5 separate regions of the Zea mays genome follow, and all the other regions are linked to region 5. A link is a contact called in public Hi-C data. All regions are on one chromosome and are shown on one strand. Each heading gives the region's core, a stretch centred on a gene start, on an enhancer-like site or on the middle of the called end of the contact. The rest is flanking DNA. Distances are from core to core; before and after follow the strand shown.

Evidence for each region. Hi-C and Micro-C count contacts between places; a contact is called where the count stands out from the background.
Region 1: a contact with region 5 is called in a Hi-C map of tassel, with 2.9 times the contacts expected there. The contact joins the promoter of LOC103653197 here to the promoter of LOC103653190 in region 5. A contact is called at or near these places in 2 of 25 Hi-C or Micro-C datasets (leaf and tassel).
Region 2: a contact with region 5 is called in a Hi-C map of ear, with 3 times the contacts expected there. The contact joins the enhancer-like site here to the promoter of LOC103653190 in region 5. A contact is called at or near these places in 5 of 25 Hi-C or Micro-C datasets (ear, endosperm, leaf and 2 more).
Region 3: a Hi-C map of ear shows a contact between it and region 5, with 1.7 times the contacts expected there. The contact joins the promoter of LOC100304439 here to the promoter of LOC103653190 in region 5. A contact is called at or near these places in 2 of 25 Hi-C or Micro-C datasets (ear and tassel).
Region 4: a contact with region 5 is called in a Hi-C map of tassel, with 3 times the contacts expected there. The contact joins the promoter of LOC103653195 here to the promoter of LOC103653190 in region 5. A contact is called at or near these places in 2 of 25 Hi-C or Micro-C datasets (ear and tassel).

What each region holds. Positions count from the first base shown.
Region 1 is chr4:45,363,159-45,368,780 of Zm-B73-REFERENCE-NAM-5.0, forward strand. It overlaps LOC103653197, which reads right to left and starts at 1,501. Exons shown (of 4, transcript XM_008680157.3): 1 at 1,128-1,501. The coding sequence starts at 1,393.
Region 2 is chr4:45,227,556-45,232,897 of Zm-B73-REFERENCE-NAM-5.0, forward strand. No RefSeq gene overlaps it. Among protein-coding and RNA genes, the nearest start is that of LOC111591303, 10 kb to the right of the region's middle. Within about 2 kb of position 2,611, at least 2 of the 20 cell types and tissues checked have an H3K27ac peak or open chromatin away from gene starts, as enhancers often do.
Region 3 is chr4:45,290,428-45,295,393 of Zm-B73-REFERENCE-NAM-5.0, forward strand. LOC100304439 (Pentatricopeptide repeat-containing protein mitochondrial) reads left to right here and starts at 2,818. Exons shown (of 1, transcript NM_001165872.2): 1 at 2,818-4,812. The coding sequence starts at 2,869. The coding sequence ends at 4,239.
Region 4 is chr4:45,273,474-45,278,879 of Zm-B73-REFERENCE-NAM-5.0, forward strand. It overlaps LOC103653195, which reads right to left and starts at 1,539. Exons shown (of 3, transcript XM_008680154.4): 1 at 1,392-1,539; 2 at 1,183-1,271; 3 at 544-1,070. The coding sequence starts at 1,476. The coding sequence ends at 795.
Region 5 is chr4:44,963,277-44,968,192 of Zm-B73-REFERENCE-NAM-5.0, forward strand. It overlaps LOC103653190 (cytochrome b561 and DOMON domain-containing protein At5g47530), which reads right to left and starts at 2,379. Exons shown (of 3, transcript XM_008680150.4): 1 at 1,595-2,379; 2 at 494-748; 3 at 1-378. The coding sequence starts at 2,242. The coding sequence ends at 88.

The DNA.
Region 1 (5,622 bases), core at 251-2,750, 400 kb after region 5:
TAGGAGTTAGTTGAGAGTTTATAGGAGAAGTTGGTTAGCCATAGGGCTATTTATAAGCCACATGGCAGCAGGGAATAAGGCAAGCAAGATTATTATTTCCTAATCTCTCTCTCTCTCTAAACAAGCCGACGGCTGAGGGGAAAAACCTCGCCGGCGACGACGGACCGTGGCTACGAACTCCGTAGTAAGGGGCCAGCTACCCTAGGTCGGGAGGTCCTTGACAGATCAACTACTTCATATGTTGAACAAAGTACCATATTAGTAGCTGCAGGTGAAAACAAGAGTTGAATGGGCTCAAGCAAAGTGCACACAGTACACAAACAGGGTCAACCTATGTATAGATACTTGACTCTGAGGAATGTTTCAAGCTGCAATGCACAGAAAATTTGGAACTGCAAAATGCCTTTGGAGGTGAAGATCTTCCTATGGTAAGCATTGCATGATCAGATCCAATTGACTGCAGAAAAGAATGGAAAAAATAACTGGCAGTGGGATGAATTTTGTGCTCTATGTGGCAAGCTTGAAAGTGTCAATCACATATGTTTGTTTGCCTCACGAAAACATTCCAGTTTCCTTGCATCAAAGCAGAGTGAACTTGGACGCAAGCCCTAGGTCTCTGGACGATATTATTCCTGACTGGATTTTCCATAAATTGAGAGTTACTACTCTTTGGGGGTGGGGACAAATCAGTTTTTTGCAGAGGTTTTCTGGGCTATTTGGCACATCAGAAATAAAAAGAGTTAAAAAAAATCCCTAACAAATCTATACATGCATTTTTACTCATTCCTAGCTAATCTGGAGTGGTGGAAATGCTCCTAGCAATCTATTCAAAAGAAATTTCTGAATAACCTTATAATACGTGCAAAACTAAACTGACATACTTGTGAAACTCCTCAGCCAATGCTATAAATAATTATCAGGACTGTAACTCGTATCACGAAGCAAAAAGAAAGCAACAGGAGACATTCCCAGCGACATGAAAATGACATTAGTCAGCTCCATCTCATCGCGTTGCCCCTATCCTACTCCCATTCAATGATCCATCTCACCTCGCCGACGTAATTGGTACCGAGACTACAAAATCCGTAAACCCTAAGAGAGGAACATGGTTGCCTCTTGATGCTCACCCGAACTCCTTGCGCTTAGGGGGCACCGTGAAGAGGATGTTGGCGGCGGTCTTCCAGTCGGCGCCGCTGCTCCAGTCGAAGTTTTGGACTTGCTTGTACGCCTCCACCCGAGCCCGCGCTGCCGCCTCCGCCCGGGCCTTCGCTGCGGCCGCGGCCATCAGATCACTCTCTCCAGTGCCAGAGGAGGAGGGGGTGGAGTCGGAGAGGAGGCGGCGGAGGAGGGATGCCACCGGGAGCCGGCGGCGAGGCCGCAGCGCCGGAAGCATCGGGTCGAACCGAACCCTGTCGGTCTCAGTCGCTCGCTCTCTCTGTCTGTCTCTCCTCTCGTGCCGTCGTGCGGTTCGCGGCCGTGGAGAGCATCTGGGCCGTCCACCGCAGCGGGTGGCCCAGTGGCCCGTATAGTTGGAACAAGGTGGGGCCCATGTAGCCGGCAAGGCGAGTCGAAAACCTGCTATCCAAGTCTGCAATGGGCAATGCAGCCGGTCTGGCCGTGTTGAATGGTCCCTGCGTTCAAACTGTACTCTTTCGGCAGGGAATTGCCGACCTCCCTGTTCACCGCTTTTTTTTCTCTGCAGCTTGTATCAGGGAATGGCCGTGTTGAACCTTCGTTGCCGCTGCTTGCTTCTCTCCAGCTCCTACAGTTCACCGCTTTTTTCTCTCCTTCCTGTTGTCGCCCTACGATCCCAACTGCTACGCCACTCCCTCCTCGCAGCATCCGCTGCGGCTTCGCGCGCCCCACCGTTCCCTCCCAGACCTCGCATCCTACCACCCGCATCTCCTCGCCTCGCTGCTCAACATGTGGGACCCACCTGACGCCACGCTGCTCGAGCGCCTCCAAAACGGACCTCGGTGAGCCGTGACTCGAGCCCGACGTGCCGCTCTTCTCGGAACTCATCTCTGCCTTGGTGCGAACAGCGCTCCCGGATGCCGCGCTCCAGCTCCTCGCCTCTGCGCAGGCAATCGGACTCACGCTGCACTCCAACGCAGTCGCCGCACTCATTTCTGTGCTTGGCGTTGTGTGGCGTGTCGTCGAGACGGAGACTTTCCTCAAGTTCTGACAAACAGCTGGGAGAGTGGGAGGTAGGAAAGTGAGAAGATACTGCTGAAGGAGATGGATGCTGATGGAGTTAAATCAAACTTGCGTGTGTTCAGTCCGATCCTTGCAATGGAAAAATCATTTGCAGTGCTCAGAGAGATGCAGGGAAGTGGAATAAGACCAGATTCTTGGTTGCATCTGAAATTTATAGCATCATTAGTGTTGGGGTATGTTTCGTAGCCGAAGATTCTAAAAAAGAACACCTTCGAAAGGTCTTCTCAGAAGCAAGCGTCGAAGTTATTATTTATAAAGCTTCGGCATAAAGACAAATCTCAAGATGAAGGGTCGAAACGACTTAAAAATGAATTGACTTGAAGACCCATGTTGTTTTATATTATTATTGTAGTCGATTGAGAAGAGCGTAAATGTAATTTTGCGCAGATTGCATCATGTGCCTATAAATAGGTGAACAGTGTCCCGGCACTGTACACACGCTCCTTTAATCACGCATTGGGCATTTGCTTTTGCGTCACGCTGGTACTTTTGCTTTCCTTCAAGCCGAAAGTACATTTGTAATTTGTTATCATTTCTATAATAATAAAATAGAAATGAGTTAATAATAGATGCTTATATTATTTTTCATATTTTATGTAAATCCTTCTTCATTATTTGTTGTGCTTATGAATGTATGTCCTTCATAACCTTTGTCCGGAATTTATTATATCACAAGGAAGATAATGCTTCGAAGGACGAAGGACTTTAACGTTTAACAATTTCTGTGTTGTCTTTTCTTAATTCATAGCAGTTAAGAACAAGTCTCCAACAATTAGTCATGTACAAATATGCATAGTCTCTTAGGGGAGCCTTAAAAATGACTATGAATTAGAGTTCTTTGTAGAATAGCCATTGAACTATATACGAAGTACTTACTAAATAAGACCAATAACAAACACGTTTCTTGTCAAATTTATAGCTTCATGTTTTGGTCAAAACCTACCTCTCCAAATACACCTTCAAATCGTGAAATGTTTTCACAGGCTTGATTATTTATTGGGACAGATTTTTCATCTATACATATATGATGCTATCATCAGTCCTCTTGCAAATTACATAATTATTATGTATTATATGTTTTTTCCTTACCTGCAGAAATTTCCGTCAACGTATACAGTTGCTAAGAGCAAACAAGAAACAACAACACTAATTTGGATCTGTATGATGGAAGGTGGCTTCCTGGTAGTGCCCATAGGGGTCGTGGACGTGGAAGTAGAGGAGGTAGCTGGGGAAGCAGAGGTTAAGTCGAGGTGAAAGGATCCCAAAAGGTGTTAGCAGCTCATCAATGATCGAGTTCAAGAGGTGTTAGCAGCGAATAGGAAAGTAGAAATAAGGGAATCTTATTCCAGATCCTCCCTCGGCGCGAGCAATTTACTAGTTTCTACTATAAAGGAGCGAAGACTTGAAACTATCTCTTCGCATTTTCTACAACACTTTCCATATTTTCGACCACACTTTCTCAAGTTCAAAGTTTCAAACGGCAAGCGATGCAAGGAAGAATACAGTCAATCTGTTTTTTTTATGAACTCTTATTTATATTACAGTAGATATGCTGCACTTTTTGGTTGTCTCTGCTATAACCAAAAAAAAAACAACCTTTCGGGCATGCTGTGGTTTTTAAAACCTGCTTGTAAATATATGTGCACGCACTACATATTGGGCTCAAATTTTTCGCACCGTTTCAAACCCGTCACTTGTCAAACCTTAATGTAAAATTCCGAAACCACATTTCAGCTTATAAAATCTTGTTACATAAAGGAGTTGGCAGATCCTCACACCCTATTCTTCGGAAGTCAAAACCGTAAGAGATGAACACAATGTCTCATTGACGGTTACAACGGCCACATGTAACTAATTTTCTCCTTAATCTCCAAAAGGATTTAAATTTCTAAAGTAGCCTTAAAGACTTCTTTAGGAGCAAGAGGATTTTAGCACCTTCAATCCTCTCTAATATCCTTGCTCCTAAACAAACCCTATGATCCCTTCCAAATCTCTTATCACCAAACCAGCACTAAGTGTAAAATCTTAAAATCCACGATCCCCACCCCACCCCCAAAAAAGTCACATGTTCAAGAATAGCATCTCCCATATAACCAGGATAACCAAGCAAACTAATGAAGCTCACTAAATATTACATCATCCCATGCACTCTTTCGGCAGGGAAGATAGGTTAATCCATCCTATCGAGCCAACTTATTAGTAACATGTGTTAACACAGAAGTTCTGCAACATTATCATGAGGTTGTACAAACATTACAACTTCCTTCTAAGTTCTATTTACATCTCAACAATTTTACTTCCATGATAAAAATAATAAAGACGACGGCATCAGGTTAACAATAATTCAGGGGGAAAAAACACTACTAGCACAAAAATGAGTATTTCATAAAACAACAGTGAAAGGTGTAATATGTAGCAAATTAAAAATTCAGAAACACCAGACATTGGACACGTTAAATTTCTTGCCATCTAACGAGACAGGTCTCCGTATCTAAGCTCTGATACTGGCATGTAGATCAATCTTCACAAACCTAAAAATGGCTACAAGCTGTAAAAATTTCTGCAGATACGTACAGAATAACTCAGGGCAAGGTACAACCATGGAACCTAAGGTGACCTGATCATTAAAGTTTTGTTTGTGCCATGCTTAGCAACAAAAACAAAAAAAAGTCTGCAAACTTTTAAAAACAAAAACCATTTGTTGAAAAAGAACATGATACAACCACTACATCTGCATTAGCTATTAAGGTTTATCCTAGCTAGTAACATAATCACACAAATGTAAGAGAAACGATCTAATACATAATAGAAGCTTAAAGATATACTAGTCGCCCGTTCATTGCTACGATTTATATATATATATATGACATATGATAAATTTTTTTAATAAAACATAAAATATATGTTTTCTATTGATTAGGTGTGTATGAATATAGAGCTAAAAACCAAGCTTCAAACACTAACTTATACATAGTTTCACCTTATTTTTTACATAAACTCTCATATTATAGTAGTAGAGAAGAGATTATATGAGTGCGGTTTGATTCTAAATAAATGTAGGGTTTTTTTGAAAAATATTGACGTGGGACGACCGATAAAACCAGTGCTTTAAAATAGTAGCGACTATACCAGCTTACCTACCAATAAAAACTAGGACTACGATACTACCACTACCAGATTCGACAAATGACCTAATTCTTGTTGCATTGCCTTCAAGGGAATAACAATGAGAAAAGCCAAACAATTTGATGATTACTTAGTTTATTACGACTCGGTATCTATTTAAAACAGGAAACAAATCAGTAGCATTTCAACTAAAACGTAGCCTCTTCACTAAGCATATAGAAATCATCTCAGGACCCAATTAATTTTAAGGTTTCGAACCTTGCATCATGGATCCATTTG
Region 2 (5,342 bases), core at 1,361-3,860, 260 kb after region 5:
AAACCATGGTACTCAAAGTCGATCATTGGATCACTTGAGAGGGATTGAGTGCAATCCTTGACCGAAGGAGGTCACCACAACGTGAAGTAGGCATTGGCCGAACCACGCGATAAAAATCACCGTGTCTTGTGTCCATCTTCTCTGTGATTGGTTTTCTTCTAAATCTCAGACGTTAGTAACTTGGTTTCGATTGCACTAACATTTTATAAATCAAGTTTGTGCTTCTAGTGTTAAATTTTACAGGATCACCTATTCACCCCCTCTAGGTGCTCTCACTTTGTTTACCCTCTAAGTCTATTTTTAGTAGCTTACTCATTCTTATATCTCATTTTCAAACTCCAGTTTGCAAACTGTGACAGCCCTCCCAAGTTATCAGGCCCACATGCACCAATCTTTGCCTTACTGGCCTCGGATGGCTGTGCACGTGTACCGGGTAACTTAACAAGGCTATCGAGTTCACCAACTGGAACTCATCATCCCAAGGATCTCCCACATAACAGGTATATTACAGTAATCACATTTGATACACACACATTGGAGATAGAGCGGAAGACTTTTACAAAGTATACTTTACATTCCAGAACTCAAGTTTTACATGGTAGAAAGAGATGTATTTATTACAAGTCCTGATAGTACTCGAAGTGCATAACTTATTACAACAATTGGAAGGGTGAAGCCTTTCCATAAAATATATACATAAACATTCTAAGCTTCAAGTCATCCACATGAAGTAGCTAACCCAAAGATAAGGGAATAAAACTTCTCCTACAAAAACAACAAGGGATAAAACCCTAAGTACGCAATTACTCAGCAAGACTTACCCGACTAAAGAAAAGACTCTCAAGGGTATGCTGGCTTTTGGGAATCAAGGTAAAGCTCATCAAAGTTCGAGGACTCATTTTGCAGAAAAGCTTACTAGAAGTGGGTCCTTAAGCCAAGTTTTATTTCACAAGTTAGTTTATTACCTGAATCTTCTAGCCTGAATCTAGCAATTTCCTAATCTAGATCATTCACTTGACCTACACTAGGTTGCTTTTAAAATCCAAATTTTTGTTTCACTTGTTATCTACGATGAAGGGCAGCGATCCAGTCTTCATATCCGAGAAGTAACGGCGATCCGAATCGATTAATACCCAGCTGGGGATCTCCAACCACACGACATATGTAGCACTTAACCCTTGCATATGTCAACCATTCCCACGGATCCTCCACTACATGAACTAGTCCGCGCTACCCGGGAGCACATTACCCTACCATCCAGTCTCTTGCCAGGAGGATAACTGCTACTCCCACCATCTTCCACGCCCAGTGCGCGGTTGTCATTTCACGTATGGAATAGCTGGGTTCAGGCTTACCCATGACGAGGTATGTGGCCAGTTAAAAGGTCCTAGATCATCAGGCCAACAATCGGTACGGTCCTTAATCGACACAGACGGAGACACTACAACCAGACTCCGTTCTGGTGCAAGTCAACCGCCCGACCTCAAGTTTACTTTTACTATTTCTCAAAACATTTGGCGCCTAACAGAGGGGCCATGCCTGGATAATGAATTTCTCACTGCACATGATGCCTTCATTATCCCAAGCCAATTTTCTTTTGGAAATTATGAGTCATAGATCAAAAACATTTTTTTCTAATCTATCTGCATGATTAAGCATCTCTAGCTTTTATAAATCAGGTGACAAGGTATGGTAATCAATTATTTCAAGAAATCACCTAATGCATCATATAAGTGATAAAATTTTGTAAATACAAGGAAGGTGGCAAATGCATCGGGGCTTGCCTTATTGCAGGAGAAGATCTAAAACTCTTCTACTCTGGTAAGCAGTTAGAGAAAACTCCGCCACTGGATCAGCAGGCACTGAAGTGAACTCCTTCTTCAGACACCACTTCATCTAGGTGTTCTACAAGTCAATTACATGTAGATGAATGTTTGCTATGTACGGAAATGCATTTTATAAAGAAGGTAACAAACAACCCATCCTGAGTACACTTTAATACAAGGTGCATAAAACTAGCCAAAACACTAGAGGATTACCAAGGGCACTAGAAGACATCATCAACTAATAATTCACCAGGAACTAACCCATCTTAAACTTCATCCAGAAGCTCAAACTTTCTTAAGCAACTTCATTTCCTAATTACCCGAGGGTAAAATCCTTTTTCTTTTCGGGCAACAATCTGTTTGCTGAGAAAATTTCTTCCAAACAATTTCAAACTTGGACCAAGTGCTCAGCTGGTAAAGACAAGGTTTCCCAAAAATTTTCATAATTTTTGGAACTAAACTTTTATTTCTAAAATCAAATAGACCTTCTAAGAGCATATTTTAATCCCCTGAAATTTGGTATCTGCTGTAAAAATCCTAAATCTACTTTTACTCAGGGAAGAAGCTTCAGTGCCATACACAGCTTACGGGGCTCGCATGAAAATGCTCAGGGAAGAAGCACGCTGGTTGGTCGACGGTGAGGCTGTCCATGGTACCGATCTGCGGTGGCGCGACCCTGTTCCAAGCAGCAGACCACGGTAGAGTTCAAAAGCTGAGTTGCATGAGCTTCACTGGTCCAAGGAGAGCATGGGACACTCACCACACGACTGAGAAAGCTCTCGAGGAACCTGGGCCGCGGTGAGGGGGAGGGTCAGCTGGGCGTGGTCACCAAACTGCAGAGATGGCACACAGCTCCGGGGCAGACCGGACTTGGTGATGGAAAGGGGTTACTCAGACCTGAAAACCAGAACTCCTCCTCTCACGCGATGGACACGAGCTCGAGTTCAAGGGCAGGGGAAAGACTCCACAAAACTAAGCCCTAAGGTGACTGCATCCAGGGACAGACATCCGTGAGCCCAATATTAAGCAGTGGAGAGTATTCTCCAGGGTGCCAGCACTGCATAGGTCCCCACACGTGTCACACAACTACAACTCCACACAGGTTTCACAATTTCAGAATAAACACCCATTTTGTCCTATTTTTGCAGACAAGAATTTAAATAGATAAGGGTGCATTAAATGAGTACAAGCCAAGACATGATATTTTCTACAGCAAAACTGGACTTCGAGAACCCTTGTTGCCATCTCATGCACGTCCTGGCTTGAGCACAAAAGTGGATTACAGTAGGGCAAAGAGATCTTTTCTTCATCTTCGATCTGATTCTAGATTCAGTGAACTGAATCACTCTCCTTTTATCCCACTAAATGTCATTTTCAGTTAACTGAAAGAAGCTGCCAGGAACCACTTTGGAACAGATTTACTCCCAACTTTGTGCAGCACCAAGCTAAGCACCTCTTAGTAAAGTTGTTCACTAATACTTGGTCTCCAACTTTGCTATATAATTCATAGTCTAAAACTTGATGGAATGGTCACAAAAGTGTTCCCAAACTGACACCAAACAGTGCAACTTCAGTTTTCAGGCACTGATTGAAATTCAGTTTCTGTAACTGACCATCCCAGTCTTAAGCAACTATTACTCAAATTTTTATGCAGTACCAAGCCAACCTTATTTAAGAAACCTTGTTAACTATTGTATGGTCTTCCATTTTACTATAGAAACCATCGTTCATACTCCATATATTAGTCACAAAGAGATCCCAAAGTTGCTCCAAAATATGAGTTCTGCAGTGCCAATTCAGCACTAAGTCCGAAATCTGCAACCATGTCAACCCTGCTTTAGACCAGTTTTACACTGAGTTCCATAGGGCTTTAGGGTTGAGTAACTTAACAAAATATATACTCCTATGATAGGTTTACAATATTTCTATAATGATTTATAACTAAAAGCTCAGGGATTAAATGCTACAGGACTCCAAAGTTGAGCAAAACCCACTAAAATTCAGTTTCAGTCAATTGAACTAAGTCTGAAATCTGGAGTCTGACAACATGTTTTTGGACACCATTTTCTCCCATTTCTAGGCAAGTTCAGGGGGATCCACCTGGATTAAAATTACTAACCACATTACCCTCTAACACTTTGCTCTGGATAGTGCAGGCCATAACATCAGAAGTTTGTCACAACAGAGATCTAAAGTTTGCTAAAAATGCTGAAACTGCACTTCAATTTCTGAATCAAAGTCCAGAAATCACAAGTCTAACAGCTCCAATTTGGACCACCTTTTCTCCAAGTTCCAAGTAGCTTTAGGGGTATGACCTTTGACCAAACTTGCACACCAACATATGGTCTTCAAACTTGCTACAGGAATTGCAGTCCAAAACCATATAGATCAATCACCACAAAGCTCCAAAGTTGAGCCAGACACACTGAAATTCAGACTTGAATAATTACACCAAGTCTGAAATCCAAACCTGTCAGCCCATCTTTTGACCAATTTTTCACATAGTTGCATGTGGTTTTAGGGCTAACATACTCAATAAAAGTGGGTCTCCTATAACTACTCTACAAGTTTTCTACAGCAACCTTTCTCAAAACTCACATGGATTAGAAACTGCAGGGGTCCAAAAACAGGTAAACAAAGCTGTTTTGAGCCGAACCAAAAACTGAACCAAATCTGAATTCTGCAACTACTCCAAATTTTTCTTCAAAACTTGAAAATATCAACACATGAAAGTTGTCTGGTTCTGAAAACTCTATAACTTTGGTATATGGTCTCCTAGCAAATTCTTTCTAGATTTAAAATTCCACTTTTTGGCTACTTTAGTGTTTCATTTGAGATTTTGGACCTACTAAAATGCATTCTAGGTGTATCAAGCAAAATGATGCTGATGCATATGATGTCATGTCAATGTTTTAGTTCTCGTAACACCAGGGATGTTACAACCTTCCCCCCTAAAAAGGAATCTCGTCCCGAGATTAAAATTCTTAGATCCGTAATGGAAAAAAAGAAATGCGTCACGATCTTATTCCACATTTGTTCTTACAAGACAGGGGTGTGCCCCTGTGGGTTTACATCAAAGACAAAATGCACAGGGCCTAAGATTTACAGGAATCTAAAAGCTGAGGAAAATGCTCCATTAGATAGTCTTCTGATTCCCATGTAGCCTCATCTGTGGAGTGTTGGTTCCATTGTACTTTGTAGAACTTGATAATCTTTCTTCGTGTGATCCGATCTTTTTGATCCAGAATTCGAATAGGATATTCAGAGTAAGTTAGATCGGGTTCAAGGTTAACATCTGAAACCTCAACTACTTGCTCTGGGACTCGAAGGCATTTCTTCAACTGGGATACGTGAAACACATTATGCACTTTTGGAAGATTCTGTGGCAATTGCACCTTATAAGCCACAAGTCCACACCGTTCAAGCACTTGAAATGGACCAACATAGCGGGGCGCAAGCTTTCCTTTGACACCAAATCGAGTCACGCCCTTCATCGGTGACACTCTTAAATATACA
Region 3 (4,966 bases), core at 1,568-4,067, 330 kb after region 5:
CCTTCGAACGTTGGGCGTGGTTCCACGGGAAAGTTGGGCTGACACCGGGCCGATATCACCACGAATCAGCCTTCCAAACAGGCTGGAACCATGCTCGGGGAATATTCTTGTGCTGGACGCCGACACAAGGAAAACAACAAATTACCGACGAGGAATTGGTCTGCCAAACCAGCCATAAGAGATGCTTGGTTTGAGAAATCAATTCGTCCAAAATTAGGTGGTGTATCATGAGTCAATTTCTCAAATTTGATTAAATAACTCCATTCCTTATATTAGTATTAACTAACTAACTATAAAGAATAAGGTGGTGATGGTCATTTCACAAACCAATTAAAAAAATAAAAGTGAAAAGATGATAGATTAGCTCGTTCTTCAGACCAAACACTCTAAAGGTAGACTATGGTTTATTTTCATCCAGAGAGGAAATGAAGAAAAGAGAAACGAGAGAGAATGATGAAGAAATAAAAAAAAGTCAGAGAAGAGTAGCCCTCATCGGCAAAGTAGCCAATATGAGTTTTCACAGTTTTTTTTTTTCTTAACTTTAGATATGAGCTTGTTTCAACTATCTTCTGCAAAGCACGCCCCAGTGCTCCCCACTGCCTCCTTCCGCTCACGTATATAGACGGCAAGCAATTTCAGCGCAGTACCCGTTCATAAGAAGTAAGTTTTAAAAAAGTTGAAGCATGATCATGGTTGATCGAAGCAAGCATCAGAGTTATCTTGATAACATCGAGTTCCAGGGAACCCAATCATCGGCGTGTTATAAAAGCGGTAGAACGTTACTATGTACGCAAATCCAGGTCAGAGACATTGTGGACACCAGATTTCTTGAACATGTTAGGAAGGTAATGCCTTCTTTCTCGTCAGAACCATAACCGATGTTGGGCAACAAAGCTGACCTTCTGAACTTCCTTCTGACACAGGAGTCGACGCCCTTCGGCCTGCACCAGCTTGGAGCCACAAGTGTTTATTTAAGCATGAATCGACATGAACAGGAATGTAAAAGATGGCATGAAGTGTCAGCATTTTATCGCTCCTTGTGCACATGACCATGAATTGTTCTAAGGGCAAAGCTACTAAACCACAACAAACAGCCATATATTCTACTCTAAACATATGACAAATGGTGCAATGCACACAGGATGCAGGTGCCAGGGGGTGTTGGGGTATGTTCTTTGGGCACAAGACAGATGCTGTCAAATGTATTAGTTGGTGTTAACAGTTTAAAAAGTACATATAACGGGTGATGTCATCCTTGCAAATTTTCATGAAACAAAAGCAATAATAAAGCAGTAATATTGCAGTAGTGTATTGATCATGCAAGGATAAGCAAAAAAAAATGTTGTTCGTGTACACACCACACAGTGACTTACCACGTCTGTTTAGCCCGTTTAAATGGCTGTTTAGCATGAATAAATAGCTATACGGTACTGGCAAAAAAATCAGTTGATCATGCAGGAAAGCAACTATCATATCGTTGCAAAGTTTCATCGAAAGCAAAATGTGAAATCTAGTGCAACATAGTGCCACTAAAGAAATGCTACCTCAAGAAAGTTGCTTTGAAAGCAAAACAAGTTGTTTCCGAGAAAGGATCAGCCATAATGATGTGATCATGCAGAAACCATGGTTTTCTTAAGCGAGCGTCGGGCTAAAAATGTTGGGAGAAGTCTAGGCAAGCATTCATGCTCTGAATGAAGCCCACGCCTTTTTAATCCGACCCACTTCATGAAGCCATGAAGCAATTGATGTAGAAGAGTTTGCGAGAGCCACAGTGCTATACTTACGCAAGGGCTAGGGCCCTCTTCCTTTATCCCGATGCTCACTTAAGAAACATGTTTTCTACCTCAGACCTTTTACTGAGCCATCATATCCTTTTCTTTCAGAAACAATTATCGATAAAAAAGGTTAACTGAATAAAAGTCTGCAATTAAAGTTCCTAACTCTATTGCATGCAAGGTTCGTTCATGAAAACACCAGGTGTCCACAGCAAATTTGACTGTGCATGTGTATGCTACATGTGTAGATAGTTAGAATTACTTGTCTCTACTCAAACACAGATACTACGAGTACAGTGCTTTTATCCAGCGACTGTATCGTGCAAGAACAAAAACTAACAGATACTACGAGTACTGAACAATAACGCTTCCTCGCATAGACAGTTTAACAGCCATCTTCGCTATATTTCAAACCATAAGAAGTTACTCAACAAGGCTAAATCCCCATTAAAATTACTCGAACGACAGATGAAAACAGTAATCAAGATTCAGATTGATACGGTCTGCAACAAATACAACGGGCATCATTTCAGAATTCAGATAAGAATTATGGATAAGAACTCAAGGCATTCTTAGTCGTCGAGGTGAGGCCTCATGAGTCAGCAGCGGGCACCGCCATTTCTGCTCCACAGTTGCAAAGAAACAACACGAGTGCCAATTCGGAGCAAGAACTACGAAACCAGATGACAAACAAATTGCAAAGAAACAACACGATTGTCGATTCGGAGCAAGAACCACGAAACCAAATGACAATTAGCTACGAGCCTACGCGACGCTCTGTACCTTTGGAAACTCACAGAACCTACCCAAGGAGACTATGACGATGAGAGGAGGAAGAACGGCGCGACGGCGGCGGAGGGCATCGACGAGAAACAGATGGAAACCCTACGACCCTCCGCAATGCTAAAGCTGTGGGCTTTAATAGTACCAGCTCGAAGCAACTCAAGACCTACCAGCCCATGTGCATAGTTGGTCCCATTTCGTTAGCAGGCTATTTGCCAATACTATTTCGACCTAGGCCCAGCTAGCCGTTTGGAACGGTCCACGAATGTTAGCGCAGTGTGGCGACCGCAGTCCGCAGCCGAGGTGAGCCATGTCGGCGGCCGCCGTCCTGTGCCGCCTCGGCCTCCGCCTCCGCCGCCTCTCCACGCTCTCCGAACTCCCCGCGGTCGCGGCGGGAGCGCCGCAGCCGCAGCACCCGACCTCGAAGGACGCCTACTTCGCGGCGGTGCACCACCTCTCCACCATCGTGCGGCGGGACTTCTACCTGGAGCGCACCCTGAACCGCCTCCGCCTCCCGTCCCCGTTCCCCACCGACCTAGCGCTCCGCGTCATCCGCGCCGCCGCCCCCGCCGCGCCGCTCCACGCCACGCGCTTCCTTTCCTGGCTCCGCGCCAAGCCGTCCTTCGCCGCCTCAGCCGAGCACTTCGACGCGCTGCTCCTCCCACTCGCGCGCGCGCGGCTCTTCCCCCACCTCTGGTCCCTCGCCTCCGACATGCGAGGCCTCGGCCTCCCCCTCTCGCCGACCACCTTCTCCGCGGTCATCTCGTCCTACGGCCACTCCCGCCTCCCCGACCAGGCCGTCGAGGTGTTCAATCGCCTCCCTCGATTTGGCTGCCCGCAGACCACCGAGGTCTACAACGCCCTCCTCGACGCGCTCTGCGCCAACGGCAACTTCACCGGCGCCTACAAGCTGCTCCGCAGGATGGCGCGCAAGGGCGTTGCACCCGACCGCGCCACGTTCAGCACCCTCGTTGACTCCTGGTGCGCGGCGGGGAAGCTCCAGGAGGCGCAGGCGTTCCTCGATGACATGGCGGGCCGCGGGCTCCGCCCACCGGTGCGCGGCCGTGACCTCCTCGTCGACGGGCTCGTTCGCGCTGGGCATCTGGAGCAGGCCAAGGCCTTTGCCCTCCGTATGACCAAGGAAGGCATCCTCCCCGACGTTGCTACATTCAACTCCCTTGCCGAGGCGCTTTGCAATGCTGGAGACGTGGACTTCGCCGTGTCTCTTCTTGCTGATGCTTCCAGTCGAGGCCTGTGTCCAGACATCTCAACATACAAGGTGATGCTACCGGCTGTGGCCAAGGTTGGCAAAATTGAGGAGGCATTCCGGCTGTTCTATGCGGCTGTTGAGGATGGCCATCGTCCATTCCCGAGTCTATATGCGGCAATCATCAAGGCGCTTTGTAAGGCAGGACGCTTTGCAGATGCTTTCGCTTTCTTTGGTGATATGAAGACGAAGGGGCATCCACCGAATCGCCCTGTGTATGTGATGCTTGTCAAAATGTGCGTGAGGGGCGGTCGGTTTGTGGAAGCTGCAAACTACCTCGTTGAGATGAGTGAGGCAGGGTTCACACCCCGGGCACCGACCTTTAGTGCTGTAGTTGATGGCCTTCGACATTGTGGGAAGCATGACCTTGCCCGGAGATTGGAACAGCTTGAGGTGTCCCTGAAGGGAAATTAGATAGGGTTTGGTTCTGGAGTTAGTTAGGATGGAACAACTCTTCAGGAGCAGCTTCGTTCGAGGATTTTGGGAAGCATAATTTTCTATTTTTAGAACCACTCGATTTTATATGAAATCATCCAAACAAAAATAAATTAGGAGCATAAGGGCTCAATTTTACCATATTTCGGAACCAAACACTATCTTAAGATAACGTTTAGTTCCGAAGTATGGTGGGACAGAGCCATTTCACTCTCAGTTTATTGTTGTTTGGATTGGTTCCACGTACGATGGAGTGATTCTAAAAATGAAAAAATATGTTCATTCCCAAAATCTTCTGGACAGAGCCGCTTCCGGGGACGGAGCTGTTGTATCCCAAGTGACTATGGAAGCAAACGCTATCTAAATAGATGGGGAACTAGATGCGGTTTTCTCTTCCAGTTTGGACCTTGCAAGCTGTGTGGTGCTGCTACTAGATTTTCAGGTAGAAATGACACTTATATTTCTTCTTCGTGTAAATTTAATCTCGTCATAAGCCAGTAAAATCTGCTGTTTTGTTGTGCCTAACAAGATTTACCAACTTTTCAAGTGTCCAAAATAAGATTGATGGATTGTTATTTTTTTAATCTGTGATTTGATCGTCAATTCTGTGGTTAAATAATGTACACTTTTCGTTAATGAATTCACAGTTGAGTTGTGCACTGAAAGTTATCATGGTCAAAAGAAGTAAGTACAGTAAGTTCAATCC
Region 4 (5,406 bases), core at 289-2,788, 310 kb after region 5:
ATTGTTATATAAAAATGGTATCAATATATAAAGGAAGACACATCTAAAAATATTTATACCAAGTAACAAATAAATAAAAAATATATATTATAGTATTATCTTAAAAGTTCTTTTAACATGTTTAAATACGACCGGGTTGTGAACGCTTCATGGCTGCTAATTATTCGACATTTCATTATTAAGCTATTGTGTCTGATAATCTAATTACTGAATGTATAATTAAGTTCGGAGCCCTATATAATTGGGGGCCCGGGGCGGCGGCCCCTCCGCCCCACCCTCAGGGCCGCCACTGACCGTGCTGGGGTAGTGGTGCCGTGGTGGGGTGGTGAGAGGTGCGAGAGCGAGACGAGTGGGAGGTCGCACGTCGCAGTTGCTGGTGCTGGTGGGTACAGATGGCCAAACATACCGCCCGACCCGGCCTGGCCTGTTTTGGGACCGGTCTATCTAAGCCTGCGGGCTTGATTTTCTATTCGAACCCGGCCCGCAGCGGGACTAAACGGGTCATAGGGGCCGCGGGGGCGTCGCGTTTCGTCCATGGTTTAAGAATTTTTTTTAGTATAACTAAACAACAAGCACACACTTGTAGGTAGAGATAAATAGAACAGCTAGCGTTACAACCAGAAGTAGTAGTGGGTGTTCTCTTCTCTGCCGCGCTTAGCTTATTCATTCAGGACGAGCGGTTACGTTGCCCATGCATGCACAGCAACGCTTTCGATGGCATCTCCAAAAACCAAAAATACAAAATCAAGCGATATGGAAATGCATGCCGTACGTCGGCCGGCCGGCCGGCCGGCCTATAGATGGCAGACGCATCTGTAGTGGTAGGCGCTGTTGATGGGGTCGCTGGCGTCGATGGGCACCTCCTGGACGCTGCACCTGTGCCGGCAGCCTCGGCACTCGTTGTAGGTGCACGTCGTCGGAGCCCTGGACCCGACCAGCTTCCTCCTCCCGCCGCCGACGCCGGTAATAATAGCCTGCTGCTGCTCCGTGTTCAACACCGGCCAACCAGCAGCTGCAGCAGTCGTCGTCATCGGCGCTTCTTCTTCGCTGCCGGATCTGCTTCTAAATTCCTATATATACGACATGCATTATGTTTCGTCATATATATACATCAATACATGCATTTCATCCAACAAGCTGGCTTTGAAGTTTGAGCAAGTGGAGCCGGCCGGCATTAATTACCAGCAGCTGCTCTGCCTGAAGGGCTGCTACTACTTCGTCGGTTCGCGGCGAGCCTGCTGTTGGAGCATCAGCTACTACGGCACCATCACCTGCTAACAAAAAAACGCGCGAAAACCATTATATATCGTCTGCTGGTTGGTCGACAATAATTGAATTGACTGCTATTTGGAGGCTGGAGACGACTGGATCAGCCTGGAACTGGAGTATACCAGTCGTCACCACTAGTAGTACAACCACGAGGAGTAGACGGCACGGCGCTACACAACAATGCCTGCTTCCGTGTGCTGCTGCCATCTTTCATTCGTTTCTTTCAGGCTATGGAGCCCTATATAGCTGCTAGCTCGACGCGGACTACCTAGTGGGGCGTTTATATACTACTATATATATACCGCGCGAGCAGAGAGTGACGGTAGATAAATACTTAATATAATTTATAAGCTAAATTATATATAATATAATCTTGAAAGGAAATAAAGAGCAGGCGATTTTCAGAATTTGATGTAACATTAACGACGGAGCAGCTGGGTAATAAACATCTATCATCTTTCAAGCTTTGGAGCCCTATAGCTAGCTCGACGACGCGGACTAGCTATAGTGAGGCGTTTAAAAGACACTCGGCAAAATCAATTGACATTTGGCAAAGAAGCCGAATTCCGATAATGATATTACCGTGCAGGCAGAGTGTGACATTAAGTAAATACTTATACGCTACTTCCACACCATTCCAAAATATAATTCGTTTTAAACTAATTGTAAATTCATTAAGTAACATGTGAGTGTAGTTTGCATGTATGTATATATTCATCATTATTATTTGAATGAATGTGATAGAAAAAATTTAAAGTGGGCTAAAAAGAACTGTATATTGTTTTAGAACGGATGAAGTAGTTTATAAGCTTAATTATAATTATATAATACTGAAAAGAAACAAAGAGCCCTTATATTACCCGTGTGGCCAGTGGCCATCGATCATGCATCCGGATGTAGATGGGGAGCGAAGCTGCTGGAGGGAGAAAAAGTAAACGGCCGCGGGCATTACATGCCTGCATGCATGCTGCAATTAATGTACGTAGCGGCAGACGTATACCGGGCCAGGGCATATAGTGCACGGTTTGCACATTCTATGGTTCCAGCGGCTTCCGTAAAATTATATATTAATTACCCGGGTCGCCCACAGTAGCTAGCTAGCTCCATCATGCATGCAATTACCTTCTAGGGACATGGATCAACACATGCAAGAGTTTGAACGGCGCCCCGCTGCCGCTGTGTGTCCTCCACAGGTACGGACTACGGACACGGTGGCCGCCCCGCCCTGTTGATCAACAGCAGCGTAAAAATGATCGGTCGGTCTATCATCAGAGTATCAGTCGATCATGCGGCGCCCACACGTCGTCACGCTGCATTGCCTGAACGTTTCACGAGGCTCCGGAATCCGGATCGCGCTCGGGCCCCGGGGCCGGCCGAAGAAGCTAGCCAATAACGGGAAGGTTCTTCCAGCCTCCACGGCTCCACCGCCGCGCGCTGGCTGTACTCGTCTGCCCGGCCCGTCCGGCCAGAATGCATGGCCAGCGCCTGCCCAACGTACGGGTTCTCCACCAGATTGACAGGTAGGGATAATAACTGAGAATTCTCGTTTTTATCACCTCATCTGTCTTCGTGATAAAAAAAGTTTTTCTATGGGGATCCCACGAATGGTAATCTCCGTTTAAATTATAATTATGCAGTAGTTCCTTTGTTGTTAACATAAAACATTGTTAATTATACACATTGTTTGATATAAAAAATCATTACATAAACATTAAAATGAATACATATATATATATATATATAACAAGAGATCTTTTGATAAGATAATTAATTATTTTTATCATAAGCTATTACATAAAAGCATTGTTATGTATAAGTTCAACGGGTCCCATACGGAAAACGGAACCGGAATTCCCCTTACCTATCCCGCCATCCCGGTTTACTTTACTATCTCTATCCCAAATCGAGGATCGAGTCCAATTACCATCGGGGGTATGATCCCTGCGGCATTCATCAGGCTACAGATTCAATGTACAGGGCTACATGCAGATGCAGGGCAGCGAAGAAACAGTGCAGTGGCAGCGAAGTGTGCAGTGCGGTGGCAGTGCAGTGGCGACGACGATCTGCGTGCGACTAGTAGCGTCCACGTCCAGCGTGCAGGGGCACCGGGCATGGCAGGGGGTGGCCTGCGCGTGGCGTAGACCGTGTCCTGGCTGGCCGATCCCACTGCGCTGTGTCACGGTAGCATGCATGCAGGCCTGTTCGTCCCGGTTCAACCGTACCGGGGGACAAGGACAAGCAGGAAAGGAAAGATTCACTAACTAGACCAGGATCAGGATCAGGATCAGGATCAGGAATCTGACACCCTATGCTTCCTTCCGTCGCTCCTGAGTCCTGACCGTCTTGCTAGACCAGGTCCTGCAGGTAGCTAGCCGCGACATCCGAATACGGTGCGTGCTGGATCTGGGCACGTTACGATCAGGATTCTGGATTGCTCGTCTCATTGGTGTAGATAACGTGCTAGCTGCTCCGAGTAGAAACTTGAAAGATGCCCAAATGAATCGGTCCGTTCGATAAGCTCGTAACCCGGCATAGTTCTAGTTCGGTCCAAACATGACCCGTCACATTGGGTATCAGGTCCGTGCAGGTCCTGCCCGATCATGGGCCATGTCTGAGCCTCAGGCGCGGCGAGGCTCGGTGCGACGGGCTCGACCCGGCCAACCCGGTTTTGTGTTTTCTCGTTTTTCAATAGAAATATCTATAGTACATATTGTTATAAGGTATAAAACACAAAAAATATATGTGTCTTGTTGGTTAAATGTGTGTAGATAGGCTTTTAAAAGCCACAACCATGCTTTAAATTCTCATTTTTACATATTTTTAGTCTTTTTTGCTATTTAACTGTGATGGGCTACCATAGCCCTTTAGTCCATAAACCCAGCCAGTACGATAAACAGTCTAACAGATCGTGCATGTACCTCATCCGTGGCTCACCAGCATGCCTGTAAACTAAACCGGATCGGGCCTGACTTATTACCCCAAATCGTGTCAGGTGTGCTGGGAGGTCTGTTTGGACATCTATCTATATATACCGAGTGTTCATCGGACGAGGCATCGATCTCCCTCTCACGTGTACTGTTCATGTTCTAGGTTCACGAGTCAGTCGGTGCTCCGATCCGAGGTGAATAGCTGATGCAGAAGCATGCATGCACATCTCTCGCCCCGAACAGCACTAACGTACGGGGCCATTCGATCAGTCGAGCTTCACCAACCTTTTCAATCTGCGTGCGACTAGTAGCTGATGCACAAGCATGCATGCACATCTCTCGCCCCGAACCACACTAACGTACGGGGCCATGCAGTGGCAGCGAAGTGTGCAGTGCGGTGGCAGTGCAGTGGCGACGACGATCTGCGTGCTGACTAGTAGTAGTGTAGTAGTAGCGTCCACGTCCAGCGTGCAGGTGCACGGCCGGCAGGGGGTGGCCTGGCGTGGCGTAGACCGTGTCCTGGCTGGCCGATCCCACTGCGCTGTGTCACGGTAGCATGCATGCAGGCCTGTTCGTCCCGGTTCAACCGTACCGTGGGGGGACAAGCACAAGCAGGAAAGGAAAGATTAACTAGACCAGGATCAGGATGCGGAATCTGACACCCAACGCTTGCCTCTCCGGCCTCCGGCTCTACCCTCCGCTTGCTAGACCAGGTGTCCTGCAGCTACAGGGTAGGTAGTGTTAGGATTTATGGGCTAGGCCCAATTGAGAAATTCAAATAAATTCCAGGAAAATCACAAAAGCCCATATAAGTGGATGACTAAGGAATAGGTGGAACCAATAGCACCATATTGCTAGCTCTAGTGGAGTATAGCTAGCTTAAATATGGAAGCCACACTCACTCACCAAGTCATGGATGAGAGGAGAGAGTGTGGAGAGCCACACGCGCGCGCGCTCGCTGGCCTGGCCAGGGCGGGGCGAAGGGCGCGGGCGCACGACATGCGCGTGAATGGTCCGCCGAAATCCGGCCCCTCGCCTTGCGGGGGCGCGGCTACCTTTTGCCGTTTGATTTTTTGGTTTCTTGGCTGTTACGCTTATCCTAACAGCCTCCAAATCACCCCAGTCGCAGAGGTGCATCTGCGATCAGGAGAGCAGGTCTCCGGAACCCTTCGTCTTCTAGATCCTGCACCGGGAGAGGGCGAATAAGGTT
Region 5 (4,916 bases), core at 1,129-3,628:
CCTACTACTCTGAAGATCAGATCAGATCAGATAGATATATAGTGAGACGCCCCCGACGACGACGACGATGAGGTATATATATATATATTACATAGACAGCGGCAAGCGGCCGGCGTTGGAGGTCTTTTCCTCCTGCTTCCGGCGCCGCAGCACGACGCCCCACGTGACGGCCTCCAGCGCCACGGCGACGGCGGCCAGCACGGAGACGGCGGCGACGTAGCCCGTCCTCCACCTCCGCTCCACGTCCAGGATGGCCATGCCCTTGAAGACGTTGACGACGCCCAGCACGATCACCGTGTACCCCACCGAGTGGTGGTACGCGTTCCAGTACACCCGGTACTTGTGCTCCTTCTTCGGCCTCAAGAACAGCGCAAAGACCTACTAGCAGCCAAAAGCAAAGCAGAGCAGAGCAAAGCCAAAGCCATGAGAAGGAAGGATGGGTCATGGGTGTGTGCTGCGCCTGCGCTGCGCTGTGAAGTGTGGAGTCAGTTACCTGCAGAGTGCCGAGGGCGAAGACCGTGATCCCGATGTTCCGGTGGAGCGAGTAGGTGATCCCCTTGGACAGGTTCCCGAGGTGGATGCCGGTGGCCCAGCCGGACACCCCGACGCCGTACCCGGCCAGCTGGCACGCCACGTGGAGGTAGAACCAGGCCGGGTCGGCGGACCTGAACGTCTTGAGGTACCGAGCGAAGGTGGCGCCCATGGGCAGCAGGAGGCCCCAGCTCACGGCGTTCAGGATCCCGTGCGTCTGCGTGCCGGATCAGAACGGTTTCAGTTAATCAGTTCGATCTACTACTGGACAGTATAGTAATAGCAGTGCGTCGAAATCCGTAGTGTACGTACGTACGGGTGAGGAAGACAGGAGCCTGATGTACTGTCAGTCTGTCACACGGTCAGCAAACGCTGCCTGCCGTACGGACTAGGACTAAGGGGGTGTTTGGTTGCCCCTGCTAAAGTTTAGCCCGGGTCACATCAAGCGTTTGACTTTCAAATAAGAGTATGAAATATAGACCCAACCAACTGGACTAGATTCGTCTCGTCTTTTAATCTTCGGCTGAGAAATTAGTTTTATAATCCGACTACATTTAATACCCGAAACGGAGGTTCAAACATTCGATGTGACGGGGGCTAAATTTTAGTTTGGGGTAACCAAACACCCCCTAATACGGTTTTGATTTCAGTCGGGGACTATCGTAGAACAACATGACTTCACGCATTTTCCAATCCTGGAAATTTTAAATCGGTCCCTACATCGACATGCGACAAACTTAAATTTGTGTGGCTTGTTTTTTTTCAGATAAAGGAATTATCTCTTTTTTTTCAGTTGCAGTAACGCTTCATGTGAAGGTGCCTCATGTGAATACAGTAACGCTTCATGTGGATACAGAAGAGCTCCTTTGCTAAAAAGGTTATTCTTTTTTTATTATTAAAAAAAGGTGAAAATTGGGTCAGGGATCGAACACTAGTAGAGCTGTGCTGTGAATGGGATCAAATTGTCTCTAAAATTTTGCACCGGGGCGTGATAAGCAAAGAAACGAACGGATGGTTTAGCACGAACAGACAAAAGGGGGGGAACGGAGCCGGAGCGACTCACATTTTTCTTCCTGAGGATACTGCCCCCACCGCTGGCGGCGGCGGTGGCGCCGGTGAGGAGGTTCAGCGTGCCCTTGGCGTTCATGTTGTCGCCTTTCATTTCGTGTATCTGGATCCCGCCGGAGTAGGGCCCCACCTGCCACACCTGGTTGACCTCGGCGCCGCCCGTGCCGTTCGGGAGCTTGAGCGTGCCGAAGATCCGGACGCGGCCGTCGCCGCCGAGCTCGGCGGCGAGGTCGGACGTCGGGTAGGCGAGGGGGGCCCCCGGGGAGCCGAGCGAGGTGCCGGAGATGCTGTAGGTCTGCACCTCGTACGCGCCGCCGCCGCCGCCGCCGCCGCTGGGGACGGCCACCAGCGCCTGCGTGCCGTCCATGCTCTGGCCCTTGGGGTTCAGGCCCCAGGCGACCCACCCGCCGGCGGACGGCGGGGCCGCCAGGAACGCCACCGACAGGGACGACGCCGCGGCGTCGTAGGACCAGTGCAGCGACGCGCCGAGGCGGGGCAGGTCGGCGCACGTCTGGAACACGCGGTTGCTGGACAATTTCTCCGCCGCGCAGGCACCGGCGCCGGCGCCCGCCGCGCGCGCGGGCGCGTACGCCGCCGCCACCGTGGCGGCGAGGACGGCCAGGAGGAGCCGCGGGAAGGACATGGCCGCGGCCGCGCGCGGGGGCAGTCTTGCGGGTGGGGCAGGAACTGTAGCCTCCGAGCCCAAGGAGGGGAAACGAGAAACTCAGGAAAAAGAGAAGGGTTGCGGATTTTTGGGTCCGTAGTTGGAGCTCAGATTCTGCAGTGGGCAGTGGGCGCGGTTAATAAGGAGGAGGACACGAGGCCGGAGAGGACGGTGGACAGGTGGATGCCTGCGATTGGTCACCGCGCCCGTTTACATGAATCCATTCATGGAACGGAGAAGTATTTTGTGCTACACAACACAAATCTTCCGTGCGTAAGTTAATGATGCTGACGATCTTTCAGTTACTGAGAGGGGAAAAGTGAAGTCAAAAAAATGTCAGTATGTATTACTTATATTTATTTGTGCTCCACTCTCCCAGTCTGCAAAAATGAGCGCGGGGCACAACTGTTTATTTTCAATATAGAATAAATATTATAAATATTGTGAATATAGAAACCGTACGAATACTTCATACGCACAAAAACTGATTAGTCACATTCGAAATGACTATATGAGCACGAATGCTTTTTTTTACAAAGAGACAAAGCCCTCTATTTTATTATAAAATACTCCCTCCATTCATAAATATATGGCATCGTTAACTTTTAAAAAAACTTTGACAACTTGTCTTATTCAAAAAAAATGAGTTGTCATTTTTTATGATTTGTTTTTATGGTAGTTTGTGGTTGACTTAAAATTTTACATTTTTGAATAAGACAAGACAACGGTATCATAAATTTGTGAATGGTGGTAGTAGGATCCAAAGTTCATCAAGTGATACAAATGATCCATCATGACCGGCACATTGGCCTAGCCCATCTAGATGGAGCACTTTCAGGAAAAAGGATAAGCAGACCACAACAGGAACCACAAACGCAGATACAAACATATTATTAAGCTTCCCCTCGTGAGGCGATACAAGGGACATCTCAAACTATTGCAAACATCAACTAGCAACTCCAGAACAAAGGCTTTGTCATACAAAGCTCCCAGCAGTTCGTCTATCCAACGGCTCCCATCTAAAAGCACGCTTCAAAGCTTCATCTGTCGTCCTTCTGATGCACCATCTTTCTTTTATTTTGGAGGGAGAAGCTTTCAACTTAGGTTCTGTTAGCAGGCAACCTAATTTTTATTTTTTTTAGCTAGGAGAAATCAGCTTCTTAGTTTTTAAGAAACTGAGAATTGAATTCCTATAAATTGAGGTATAAGGCTGGGCACAGTCGCGAGCTGTAAAAGATACGCTATACACATGCAGTCACACATGCAGTAAGAAAAGGGTGCAACAGCGGACGCTATCACCTGCGCTATTTTGCAGTCACACATCCAGAACTCTGCAGGTAGAGCTGTACGGGCATCAACGCTATAGCAATAAAATAAACCGGACGGAGGTAGAGCTGTACGGGCATCAACTCTGCAGGTAGAGCTACAGGCAGAGAGCAGCAGCATGGGTACGGTGTGTTGGTATAGAGTTGAGATATAGAGTAAACATGACTGTAGAAGATTGTGGTATAGAGTAGATAATCTTGCTGACGGGGATAGAATATTCCTTTTAGAGTAGAAATTTAGAGTAGTATGAATGCGGATAGCCTAAATCGGTATGTTTGAAACTATCTTAATTTCATAAATCAGTTTCTTAAAAACTAGGTGCTTACAATCAGAACCTTAATAACTTGTGTTGACTTTTTTTTGAAATCCTTTCGGACTAAAACGAGTGACCAACATAAAGGTTGCATAACATTCGTGCCAGACTCCGCACGTTAGCCAGGTCAGTGCTTACGCATTGCTGTTACTGCTGCTGCCCGTCGGGTCGGGTCAGCGCTGGGCTGCCACCAAGGGCATTGTAGCCGAAGCACTGGCCAGTCGCCGAATCTGAGGTTGAGCACGTGAATTGCCAAACTGATGAAGAAGGACTGAAGGAGGTGCGGAGGAGCGCTGTGGACCCTGGAGCGGGTTGGCCACGGCGGTCAGTCCGCCTCGCCAAGACGAAGATCTTCATGCAGAGACTCGGCTGCGGGCTGCGCCAGCCACAGACTCTCCGGTCACCCTCGTGTTTGTCTGTCGTGCGAGTCTGTCTGTCTGTCTGTCTCGTCCTCCCGGTCCGTCGCAGGCCTGGTTTTTAGGGCTGGAAATAGATGTCTGGAAATTCAAATTATCCGTATTCGTATTTGCTAAAACTGCTAATATGGATATCCGTATCCGTATTCGATTTTAATATGGATGTCAAATGGATATATTTGATTTCGATTTATAGTACTTTTCTTTATCCGATTTCATATTCGTATTCGAAAAAACCATGAAACATTCGATGTTATCCGTATTCGTGAAAAAAATGTTCCATGAAACCATTTAAAACTTAACTTTATCACTAATTACTAATTAAAAATGATTTTAAGTTTAATAATATACTAAAAATGATATATATCATTTAAAATATTAAAAAAATATTTATATGATAAATAAATATATCATATATTTCTAGTGATATTCAATAATAAAATTTAATAGGTTTCATAAACATTCAATTATAACTCTCCACTTTATCTATATAGTGAACACATCTCAACGAAGTTCCATAAACATTCAACTATAACTCTCCACTTTACAATAAAGATATAAATTTCTTCATGTTTTCATTAAAGTTTTGTTACACACA